2 separate regions of the Pan troglodytes genome follow, and region 2 is linked to region 1. Evidence: chromatin contacts called from public Hi-C data. All regions are on one chromosome and are shown on one strand. Each heading gives the region's core, a stretch centred on a gene start, on an enhancer-like site or on the middle of the called end of the contact. The rest is flanking DNA. Distances are from core to core; before and after follow the strand shown. Region 1 overlaps MCF2L (MCF.2 cell line derived transforming sequence like). Region 2 overlaps CUL4A (cullin 4A).

Region 1 (6,564 bases), core at 2,743-5,242:
TGCCTAGTATAGCTATGGAGGTAGGGCCACCCCTGAGACTCCAGACCTACCGAGCCACCAGTGTGTAGCCCCAGCCTGGGAGAACTGCTGAGGTGAACTGAGCCCAGCAACCCATGGGGGCAGGGCTGCCTGAGACCTGGGGTGCCCAACCCCACCCCAGGGTGTCCAGAAGGTGGGGCATGGAGTCGAAGATGATTCTGCAGCCTTAAGATTTAATGTTGTTTGCCTTGTTGAGTTTTGGACTTACTTGGGGCCCGTTACTCCCTCTTGCCTATTTTTCCTTTTGGAAGGGAAATGTCTGTCCTATGCCTGTCCCACCATTGTACTGTGGAAGCACAGAACTTGTGCGATTTCACAGGCCCACGGTTGGAGAGGAATTTGCATCAGATGAATCGTTCCTTGAGTCTCAGTCACACCTTATTTAGAGGAGACTCTGGAATTTAGATTTTTGAGTTGGTGTTGGAATGAGCTAAGACTTTTGGGGTATTGAGATGGAATAAATGTATTTTGCATGTGAAAAGAACATGCATTTTGGGGAGCTGGGGGTGGAATGCTATGGTTTGTATGTGTCCCCTCAAAAATCACACATTGAAACCTAATAGCCAATGCTGTGAACAGGCGGGGTCTTTGGTAGGTGGTTAGGACAAGGGCTCCTCCCTAACAGAGGCTTCACTGGCCCTCCTGCCTTTCACCCTGTGATGCTGGCTCCTTGATCTTGGACTTCCCAGCCTTGGGAACCATGAGGAAATAAATTTCTGGTTTTAATAAATTACCCAGTCTGTGATGTTTTGTTATAGGAGCACAAACACACCACAGTAGACAAGCCCCGCGTTTAGGACGCACGAGACCAAAAGAAACCCTGGGAACTCACCCTGCCACTGCTCCCTGGGTCCTCAGGCCCGTGACTATTCTGCCTCCTCTTCCCCCCCTCAGAGTTGTCCTGTGTGTGCTTCCTACATTGAGTCCAGGGTTCTTTGTTTTACTCATGGGAAGAGCAAGAAAAAGTATATGTGTTCCACCTTCCTGGGATGAAGTCTTTTGTGAGTTAGTTTCTAAAGTAAAGCCACGGGATACGCATCCTCACAGCGCCTCTTCTGACTACGAGTCCTAAATACACCCTTTATTCAGGTTCTCTACCTAAATTCATTCAAAAGGAAGTCCTAAGACAACAAGGAGTGTTAGGTGTCAGTTTCACCACCTAAGAGGAAAACAATGACCTTGAGGAAACCTCATCTGTGACACCCATTTTCATCACAGCAAAATCTCAAGGGGGCTGGATCAGCAGACACAGAACTCTAAGTCCCTCTGAGCCCTCTGGAATACAACCCTGACTTGTCTTTGTAGTTCCCACTTCCAGCCCATTTGTACAATGTTTAATTTCCTATAGTAAGGCATGTACTTCAATATAGGTTTTAAAAATTAAACAAAGCAATACGTTTACCACAAGGTATCTAGCTACTGATTATCTCATGTGGGTCACAACCACGTGTGTTTTATTTATTTAGGGATTAAAGTTACTATAGTTTTTTTTTTTATCAGAAAGGGAGAAACATTATCTTTAGTCATATGTATTTCTTGGAGGATCTTGGATAGTTTTAGTCAGAATACTTCGGCAGGGTGGCAAAATGATGCTTCCTACATAAATTTTGACATTTCAAATAAAAAGATGATAAAGCGAAAAGTGATTTAAAAATTTTAGCATGAGTTATCAAAAGCTCTAGAATTTCAACAAATACAAATGGAAGAGAGTTTAAAATTTCAAAGAGAAATATTCTCAAAACATGATACCCCAGAAGAGCCCGGGCTTGCGTGCTGATGAGCTCAGGTTTCCAGTCTGAACACGCAGCAGCTCCTCACCTGTCTGAAGCCACATGGAAGCCACAGGGACAGTCCCAAAGAGAATAAGAAAATTAGAAGAATAAAGTACACGGCACAAACCCATCTCTCCATGGGCCCCTCCTCATCAATTCACCATCTACATGTTACTTTTGTACATCTATGATGAATGTCAGTGCCAACCCAATTATTGCTTTTGACAACCACACTTACTGAAGGTACAGACTGTGCCAGGCACACTTTATCACTCTCCCACTAGACAGAACCGCCATGATGCAAGATGCCATCCCATTTCACAGACCAGGGCATGAGGCCATGTGAGCATCCAGGCTTGTCTCCCACTCACTGTGTCTTCCTGCTCAGCAGGGCAGGAACTGCTGCTCAAGGTCAAAAAGGCATCCCAGAAGAATGGTGCCATCACTGCAAAGCAGTCACTACTTTAAACAAATCTCATAAAAAAAGATCCCAAAGATAGTGAATCAAAATCATTTCTTTATATAATAAGCACTTTAAAAAACATTAATAGACTTTATATTTTAGAGCAGTTTTGGGTTTTACAGAAAAATTGAGCAGAAAGTACAGGGAGTCCTCATATACTCCCCCTCTGCCCCACTTCCTTCCACAGTTATTATAACTTCTTGCATTGGTGGCCCATACATTACAATTTGATACATCATTACTAACTAAAGCATATCGTTTACTTGAGGGTTCATGTTTCCTGTTATGCAGTTTTGGGTCTTGAGAAGCGCATAATGTCATGGATCATGCAGAATAGTTGCACTGCCCTAAAACTCCCCTGTGTGATAAACACTTTTTAAAATCAAAAAGGCAATGGAACTTTCTGTATGAGACTGCAATGGTAGATATGTATATAGAGCACCAAGACTGAGCCTAAACAGCAGCTCCAGGCAGGACCCCACTCCCTTCAGGGCCCACCCTGCATCATCTTCCTCAAATGTTTTAAACACAAAAAAAATAGTGGTGCCTAATTGGCATTGCATCGATTTTCTTAAGAGCCAGGACTAACACAAAGTGATTTCAAAGCTTCCATTAGGACACCATGAACACTGGGCCCACGGTGGTGGCATCAGGCAGACCTTGCTCCCTTCTGCACAGAGCTTGCAGAGAAAGCCCAGGCAAGTAGGGTGGAGGGCCTTCCCTAAGAGGCTGATTCCCTGGCTCTTTCAGAAGTTCAGGTTTGGCCGGGCGCGTTGGCTCACGCCTGTAATCCCAGCACTTTGGGAGGCCAAGGCGGGCGGATCACAAGGTCAGGAGATCGAGACCATCCTGGCTAACACAGTGAAACCCCGTCTGTACTAAAAATACAAAAAATTAGCCGTGAGCCGAGGTTGCGCCACTGCACTCCAGCCTGGGCGACAGAGTGAGACTCCGTCTCAAAAAAAAAAAAAAAAAGAAGTTCAGGTTTAGCGGGACAGGACTGACAGATTGACAGCTCTTCTGCGGCTTAGCACTGGTGGTGCCTAGCCTTTCTGGAACGCATACTAGGAACGCGACCCTTGAGCAGGCGGCATCCCCCAACTCCACAGACAGACCCAGGTGTTCACCCAGGCCAGATGGAGCCGTAACAACGTCTGTGCTGCCCCCAGACACCAGAGCACACATACGCTGTACGGATTGGCCCAGTCTGCGAACCCCACTCATGACGGGGCCAGAGCAATGGATTCCCAGTAAATGAGGGTCATGAGCTTGCTCTTCACCCGGGACCCTCCCTTCATGGCCCGGGACCCACCCCTCACCCGGGACCCTCCCTTCATGGCCCGGGACCCTCCCCTCACCCGGGACCCTCCCTTCACGGCCCGGGACCCTCCCCTCACCCGGGACCCTCCCTTCATGGCCCGGGACCCACCCCCCTGTCGGGACCCTCCCCTCACAGCCCGGGACTCCCCTCACGGCCCGGGACCCTCCCCTCACGGCCCGGGACCCTCCCCTCATCCCCCGGGACCCTCCCCTCACGGCCCGGGACCCTCCCCTCACGGCCCGGGACCCTCCCCTCACGGCCCGGGACCCTCCCCTCACCGCCCGGGACCCTCTCTGCGCCCCTGGCCCGCAGGGCTCAGCTCCTCAATGCTGGTCTGAGAGGCCCGAGAGCGTCTCCCTCTCAGTTCTCAGTTCTCGGGGCCGCGCTGTCCCCGCTGCCACCGAGATCCCCTCACCCCGCCTACTACGCCTCCCGCCAGGTCCTTCCTGTCCGCCTGAAGCCTGTGGAGGCTTCCAGAAAGTGCTCCCAGATCTCCGCCGGCCCGAGCCGAGCCACCGCAGGCTGCTCGGGCCCCCGGCGGTGTGGTCCCTCCGGAGGGAACTGCGAGCGCTCCCGCCTTCCCCGTCTGTCCCCGGGTAAGGGACTGGCCGGCAGGGTCCCGCCCCCCGCGCGTCCTCTGCCCCCAAGCCCCCGACCCCAGGCCCTGGGCGCCTGCACGGGGCCTCCTCCTTGAAAGGCGCGGAGTGTCGGCTCTGGCTGCGGTGTTGCAGGCGCAGGCTCCCTGGAAGGCACCGCGCCGGGAAGAGCGGCCCGTCTCTCAAAGCCCGGGCCGCCGCGCCCCGGCCCCTGCAACCAAGGCGGCGCCTCTCCCGGGCGCCGGCGCCCTCCGTTGGGCCTGCTGGGCGTTCACGCCTGCGGCGCGGAGCCGGGAACCGGGAGCTGGGAGCCGCCGCCCTCCCCGCGCCTGGGCTCTGCGGCCGGGGGCCCTAGAGCTCGACCGCGACCCCCCAACCACAGCCTCGGGAGTGCGGCGCACAGCGTCGGGACTCAGCACCCGCGCCGCGGGCACAGGCGTGGCCGCCCCACCTGAACTCAGGCTGCTCAAGGAGGCGAGGCCTCCCGCGGTGCGAAAGCCCAGGGCCCACGCAGGCGGCGGCGAGCACCGGAGCAGCCCGAGACGCACGAAGGCCGCGCGCGAGGCCCGCGAAGCAAGGCGCGCAGTGTCCTTGTCCTGACCTAGCCGAGGGCTCCAAACATTGTGCTTGAATAGTAGAACAAGCAAACGATTTTGCCCCATAGAAGATCCGATGAGCCCTAAATACATATTCCTCCTCCAGCTCGTCTGTCCTGGCAGCGCCGGCAGGGACCAAAGGGGCGGACGCGCTGCGCCCCCACTCCTGAGCCGCCCCGGCCCTCAGGAAACTCAGAAGGAACCGCGGGCCCCTATGAGCCCGAGGGAGCACCACAGAAACCCTTGGAGGAGACACAGGAGAACGTCCTTGTAGTCTTAGATTAGGTGGTGGCTTCTTAGCACACAAAAAGCACAACTAACAACAACAACAAAAAATAGACCAATTAAACTTCATCACAATGTAAAACTTTTATGTTTTATAAAACACCATCAAGAAAGTGAATACAACCTACACAATTGGGAGAATGTTTGCAAATTTGTATCTAATAAGCGATTTGCCTCCAAAACACATTAAGAACTCCCACAACTCAACAGTAAAAAGACAACCGTATTCACGTGTGAGTAAACCCTTAAAGATAAAATGGCCAATAAGCATATGAAAAGATGGTCAACATCATTAGTTGTAAGGGAAATGTAAATTAAAACCACAATGATATACGCTTCACCTGCACTGGGACGGCTAGAATAAAAAAAGACAGAAAAGACAGATAAGAACAGCTGTTGGGGAGGATGTGGAGAAATCAGAACCCTCCCACATGCCTGCTGGGAACACAGAACAGTGCAGCCGCTGTGAAAGACAGTCTGTCAGTTCCTTACAGAATTAAACAAAGGCCGGGCGCGGTGGCTCATGCCCATAATCCCAGCACTTTGGGAGGTCGAGGCTGGAGGATCGCTTGAGTCCAGGTGTTTGAGACCAGCCTAGGCACATGGTGAAACCCTTTCTCTACTAAAAATACAAAAAAGTAGCCGGATCTGGTGCTGCGCACCTGTAGTCCCAGCTACTTGGGAGGCTGAGGCAGGAGAATTGCTTAAGCCTGGGAGGTGGAGGTTGCAGTGAGCCGATATCGCACCACTGCACTCCAGCCTGGGTGACAGAGCGAGACTGAAAAAAAAAAATAATAATAACATACAGTTACCGTACGACCAGGCGATTCCACTCTTACCTATATCCTTAAAAGAAATAAAAACAACTTACATCCACATTAAAACTTGTACATGAATGCTCACAGCAGCACTATTCACAATGGCCAACAGCAGAAACATCCCAAATGTCCACCATCTGATGAACGGATGAAGTGTGCTCTATCCAGACAAGGGACTATTAGGCAGCCATAGGAAGGAGGGAGGTTCTGATCCATGCTACAACATGGGTGAACCTTGAAAACTGCTGAGGGAAGGCAGCCAGACACAAAAGGCCACAAGTCATATGATCCCATTTACATGACATGTCCAGGATGGGCGACCATAGCAACAGAAAGTAGATTCGTGGTTACAAGGGATTGAAGAGAAGGGGGGATGGGGAGCAACTGCTAATCGGTGTGTTTGCTTTTGGGGTGATGAAAATATTCTAAAATTAGATAGTGGAGATCACTGTGCAACTCTGTGAATATGCCCAAACCACTCAATTGTACACACTGTATGGTGGATTGTTACGGTGTGAGCTATGCCTAAATGAAGCTGTTATTAAAAGTAAAGTGAATGCTGGACCAGACAATCTGCACATATCCACCAGCACCTCGTGGACAATGACAGTGGGGCTTTTTGAATGAATTCCCCTCATAGACTTTCCCTGCAAACCAGCCAGAAGCCAGTGAGA
Region 2 (6,092 bases), core at 344-2,843, 280 kb before region 1:
TCCCATCAGGAAGGAGAACAGGCTGGGCCTTCCCCTCACACTCCCCAGGGCAGTGATTCAGTCCAAACTGAGCTTTTTCTGGGTGACACAGGCCAGACTGTATTGTTTCCTATTTATTTTTCTGCAGGCTAGATGTGTAATTCACTTCAGTTTGTTTAATTAATAAACTTTCTTTTTTATTCTGTGAACATCCCTAATACAAGAAGAAATCTTTTTTTTTTTGAGTTGGAGTCTTGCTCTGTCACCCAGGCTGGAGTGCAATGGCAGGATCTTGGCTCACTGCAACCTCCACCTCCCGGGTTCAAGCGATTCTCCTGCCTCAGCCTCCCGAGTAGCTGGGATTATAGGCGCCTGCCACCACGCACAGGTTAATTTTTGTATTTTCAGTAGAGGAGGGGTTTCGCCATGTTGGCCAGGCCGGTCTCAAACGCCTGACCTCAGGTGATTTTTCCGCCTCGGCCTCCCACAGTGCTGGGATTACAGGCATGAGCCACCGTGCCCAGTTGACACCATTTTTTGAAGCAGAAAATTTTTTCTCACAATATTTTTACCCACCTCAAAGAAACAATGCTTGTACATTCTTACCAGTTCTAATAAAATTTCCTTTCCAATCTTAGGTACAAAAACTTAAACTCATTCAATTCCAATATGAAATATTATAAACAGAAATATGGTTTTTCTAACAAGTTTTGAACCAATGTGGGGTTCGAAAAATGTGGGGATATACAGAATAAAAACACTTTAGATAAATAATCTGAATTTAATTAGGACACAATATACCCCTAGGAAAAAAGGTAAATTAAAGTTATAAAGCTATTCATTTTACTAATACTTACAAGTATTAATAATTCCAATACTAAATATCGGAGAGCTGCTACATATTAACCAAAGTTAAATACATACAGTGATTACTACCATATAAAATACATGCATATTTACAAAGATCAAAAGAGGATGTGGAATAATTATAATTCTGTTTTCTAGCAAGCTTATTATCAGCATAATAACAAAGAAATACAAACTTTCCCCCTACATTTTGTCTTACTATAGAAACAGGGAATTCCTACCCACATTCTGTATTTACTTTAACTCCTTTCTCAAACTCTTCAATTCCATCCCTTTGAATTCCATATCTTCATAATTTGGTCAAAGATCTGCCATCCTTTTGTCTCCTCAAACAACCAAGAGAACTTTACGACAAAGGTTTTGCTCCAGTAGTTAAACATTAGTGAATCCCACAAACATAATTATTACAAAGTAAGTTTTTTATATAACACATGAAGAAAATGTATTTTCTTCAGCAAAAATCAACAGTAACTTAGGACCATTTTCTGGATGTTTTAATTCCTAGACCAAGAACCAATATCCTTAAAACCATCTTTTCCTGGTTGTGGCAAATGACTAAATATTTTATAACCCACTCTGCCTCCTATGTGTCCTATTTGGTGCACATTTACTATTCATATGAGTCATACTGCAATTTACTTTGTTTTTAAAATGAAGAATTTAAGAACCTCTCAAAACAAATGGCAAGCCCTGGGTAACCCAGGTTTGCTGTAGGTGCTGAGTCAGGACTCCCGGCTTCATATTACAGGCACTCATCACTGGAAAGGCGACAGCCTTTGTTTCTCCCCGCCCTGCCAACTCCTTGCTGGCAGGAACATACTGGAAGACTTTTTTGTGCTGTTACAGAAGCAGCACAACACAGGAGTTGCCCCTCCCCCAAATGGATTTTTGACACTCAATCATACTTTGAGATTTAGAAATACCCTCTCTGGATGCATAAAGCAACTAATCAGATGGTACTGTGCGCTTCATGTTGGTGCACTCAGGCCATTAGCATTTTAAAGATTCACCCCAGAGAAAAGGAATGTAATCCAATGATCGGAGGTAGAGAAGTATCATTTGCATTCTACTCCCATTAGTATCAAGATGCTTTCCTTGTATCAACAGCCAAGTGAGGAAACTTGGTGTATATCTACACCCAGCACTGTCTCTTCTCACATCACAGCTACTTCCTAACTAGCAGGTTCGTCAAATGATTGTCTGTATTAGCTCAACAGACACGTGTGTGAATGTCAAATACACGTCTATTTATAGTGTCAAAGCATTGCCTGGAGTGAACTCACTGCTACTTAAACAAAATGCTCACTGCGGATAAGGGCAATCCCTGCTCTCAGATGTGGAAGACAGAACAAGGAAGGCCATGGAGCTGTGGGACATGACCTCCATAGTCATACAGAGACCTCCACAGCCACATGGGACGTGACCTCCATAGTCACACAAAGACCTCCACAGCCACACAGATGAGACCTCCATAGTCACAGATGAGACCTCCATAGTCACACAGCGACCTCCACAGCCACATGCGACGTGACCTCCATAGTCACACGAAGACCTCCAAAGCCACGTGGACGAGACCTCCATAGTCACACACGACCTCCACAGCCACATGGGACCATGGGACGTGACCACCATAGTCACCCAAAGACCTCCATAGCCACACAGACGAGACCTCCATAGTCACATAGAGACCGCCACAGCCACATGGACGAGACCTCCATAGTCACACACGCGACCTCCAGAGCCACACGGACGAGACCTCCATAGTCAAACAGCGACCTCCACAGCCACATGGGACGCAACCTCCATAGTCACACAGAGACCTTCAGAGCCACATGGATGAAACCTCCATAGTCACACAGAGATCTCCACAGTCACACGGGATGTGACCTCCATAGTCACAAAGAGACCTCCACAGCCACACGGACGTGACCTCCATAGTCACACAAAGACCTCCACAGCCACATGGACGAGACCTCCACAGTCACACAGCGACCTCCATAGTCACACAGCGACCTCCACAGCCACATGGGACATGAGCTCCATAATCACACAGAGACCTCCACAGCCACACAGGACGTGACCCCCATAATCACACAGAGACCTTCAGAGCCACATGGATGAAACCTCCATAGTCAAACAGCGACCTCCACAGCCACATGGGACGCAACCTCCATAGTCACACAGAGACCTTCAGAGCCACATGGATGAAACCTCCATAGTCACACAGAGATCTCCACAGTCACACGGGATGTGACCTCCATAGTCACAAAGAGACCTCCACAGCCACACGGACGTGACCTCCATAGTCACACAAAGACCTCCACAGCCACATGGACGAGACCTCCACAGTCACACAGCGACCTCCATAGTCACACAGCGACCTCCACAGCCACATGGGACATGAGCTCCATAATCACACAGAGACCTCCACAGCCACACAGGACGTGACCCCCATAATCACACAGAGACCTTCAGAGCCACATGGATGAAACCTCCATAGTCACACAGAGACCTCCACAGCCACACAGGACGTGACCCCCATAGTCATACAGAGACCTCCACAGCCACATGGGACATGACCTCCATAGTCACACAGCGACCTCCACAGCCACACAGACGAGACCTCCATAGTCACACAGCGACCTCCACAGCCACACGGGACGCGACCTCCATAGTCACACAGCGACCTCCACAGCCACACAGACGAGACCTCCATAGTCACACAGCGACCTCCACAGCCACACGGGACGCGACCTCCATAGTCACACAGAGACCTCCACGGCCACATGGACGAGACCTCCATAGTCACACAGAGATCTCCACAGTCACACGGGACGTGACCTCCATGGTCACACAAAGACCTCCACAGCCACATGGACGAGACCTCCACAGTCACACAGCGACCTCCATAGTCACACAGCGACCTCCACAGTCACATGGGACATGAGCTCCATACTCACACAGAGACCTCCACAGCCACACAGGACGTGACCCCCATAGTCACACAGAGACCTCCACAGCCACATGGGACATGACCTCCATAGTCACACAGCGACCTCCACAGCCACACAGACGAGACCTCCATAGTCACACAGCGACCTCTACAGCCACATGGGACTCGACCTCCATAGTCACACAGAGACCTCCACAGCCACATGGGACATGACCTCCATAGTCACACAAAGACCTCCACAGCCACGTGGACGAGACCTCCATAGTCACACACGACCTCCACAGCCACATGGGACCATGGGACGCGACCTCCATAGTCACACAGAGACCTCCACGGCCACATGGACGAGACCTCCATAGTCACACAGCAACCTCCATAGTCACATAGCGACCTCCACAGCCACACAGACGAGACCTCCATAGTCACACAGCGACCTCTACAGCCACACGGGACTCGACCTCCATAGCCACACAGCGACCTTCAGAGCCACATGGACGAGACCTCCATAGTCACACAGCGACCTCTACAGCCACACGGGACTCGACCTCCATAGCCACACAGCGACCTCCACAGCCACACGGGATGCGACCTCCATAGTCACACAGAGACCTCCACGGCCACATGGACGAGACCTCCATAGTCACACAGCAACCTCCATAGTCACACAGCGACCTCCATAGTCACACAGTAACCTCCATGGTCACACAGCGACCTCCACAGCCACATGGGACGCGACCTCCATAGTCACACAGCGACCTCCACGGCCACATGGGACGTGACCTCCATGGTCACAGAGACCTCCACAGCCACATGGATGAGACCTCCACAGTCACACAGCGACCTCCATAGTCACATAGTGACCTCCATAGTCACACAGCAACCTCCACAGTCACACAGCGACCTCCACAGCCACACGGGATGTGACCTCCATACTCCCACACAGACCTCCATAGCCACACGGACGAGAGAGACCTCCATAGTCACACAGCGACCTCCACAGCCACACGGAACGCGACTTCCATGGTCACATAGTGACCTCCATAGTCACACAGTGACCTCCACAGCCACACGGGACGCGACCTCCACAGTCACACAGGATGCAACCTCCACAGTCACACAGCAACCTCCACAGTCACATAGACAAGACGTCCACAGCCACAAAGGACGAGACCTCCATAGTCACATAGAGACCTCCATAGTCACACAGCAACCTCCACAGCCACACAGACAAGATGTCCACAGCCACATGGGACGCGACCTCCACAGTCACACAGCGACCTCCACAGTCACACGGGATGAGACCTCCATAGTCACATAGCTACCTCCAGAGTCATATAGCAACCTTCACAGCCACACAGGAAGAGACCTGTGTGGCTGTGGAGGTCCCATTCCTCCGCTGGGCCTGCAGCTTGGGTGTGAGGGAAGGATGCCACCTAATACAAAGGACTAACCTCGCTCTTTCACTGACCATTATCACCTGGTATCAACATGTCACGGAGACAACTACTCCGTGACTCAAGAAAGACAGCCTGGCTTTCCTCAGAACTTGCATGTCAGCCGGGTGCAATGGCTCACGCCTGGAATCCCAGCACTTCGGGAGGCCAAGGCAGGAGGACTGCTTGAGTCCAGGAGTTCCCAAGGAGCCTGGACAACACAGGGAGGCCACACCTCTCTCTCTCTTTTTTTTTAAAGGGCCTGAGAGGTTTGTTTTTGTGCAACAAAAAACAAAAAAACCAGTTCTAAATCAAAACACAGCCTTTCTCTGAAACCTTTCTAGAAATGCAGTCTTCAGTTTTCTGTTGTCTCATTTAGCAACAAGCAGGACTAAAACATAGAGACACAAGACACAGAAGATGCACTTTCTTCAGGAGTTAGTTATTACAGACCGAAATTCAGGTCGTTCAATGGAAAAGATCCATGCCTTCACAACATTCTCCTCTACACACTACAGGAGGAAAATGATAAAAACAAAGTAACAAACAGAAACAACGGGCCAGCTGAGGCCCAAACAGTGTAAGTGACAGGACTCCTAAGGTGTTTAGACATAGAGGGAGAGTGAGCAAAACCAAAAACCAAACACGAAACCAAACCTTTCAAACTTGGGTGAGAATTGGTCCTTTCACATAAGATTCTTTGGCAAAGTATACACCACCCCACCTATACAAAAACTGAGACTTTATTTTGAAACACCAAGTCAAATGTATTGCCTGCTTGATCAGACATCAGTAATTTCACATTTGCTTTTCTTAGATTTCTATCCCATTTGCTTCCAATAGATCTGAGGCAGCTCATG

What was found. A called contact is a pair of places that touch in the nucleus more often than the background predicts.
Region 2: a Hi-C map of stem cell-derived neural progenitor cells shows a contact between it and region 1, with 4 times the contacts expected there. The contact joins two enhancer-like sites. A contact is called at or near these places in 1 of 7 Hi-C or Micro-C datasets (stem cell-derived neural progenitor cells) and 1 of 1 datasets of contacts at active chromatin or transcription factors (stem cell-derived excitatory neurons).

What each region holds. Positions count from the first base shown.
Region 1 is chr14:118,566,964-118,573,527 of NHGRI_mPanTro3-v2.0_pri, reverse strand. The region is part of intron 2 of MCF2L (MCF.2 cell line derived transforming sequence like); the gene reads right to left. Among named protein-coding and RNA genes, the nearest start is that of MCF2L, 57 kb to the right of the region's middle. Within about 2 kb of position 3,992, at least 12 of the 24 cell types and tissues checked have an H3K27ac peak or open chromatin away from gene starts, as enhancers often do. A contact at or near this core is called in stem cell-derived neural progenitor cells, where this site is marked.
Region 2 is chr14:118,845,957-118,852,048 of NHGRI_mPanTro3-v2.0_pri, reverse strand. The region is part of intron 2 of CUL4A (cullin 4A); the gene reads right to left. Among named protein-coding and RNA genes, the nearest start is that of CUL4A, 8.4 kb to the right of the region's middle. Within about 2 kb of position 1,593, at least 7 of the 24 cell types and tissues checked have an H3K27ac peak or open chromatin away from gene starts, as enhancers often do. A contact at or near this core is called in stem cell-derived neural progenitor cells, where this site is marked.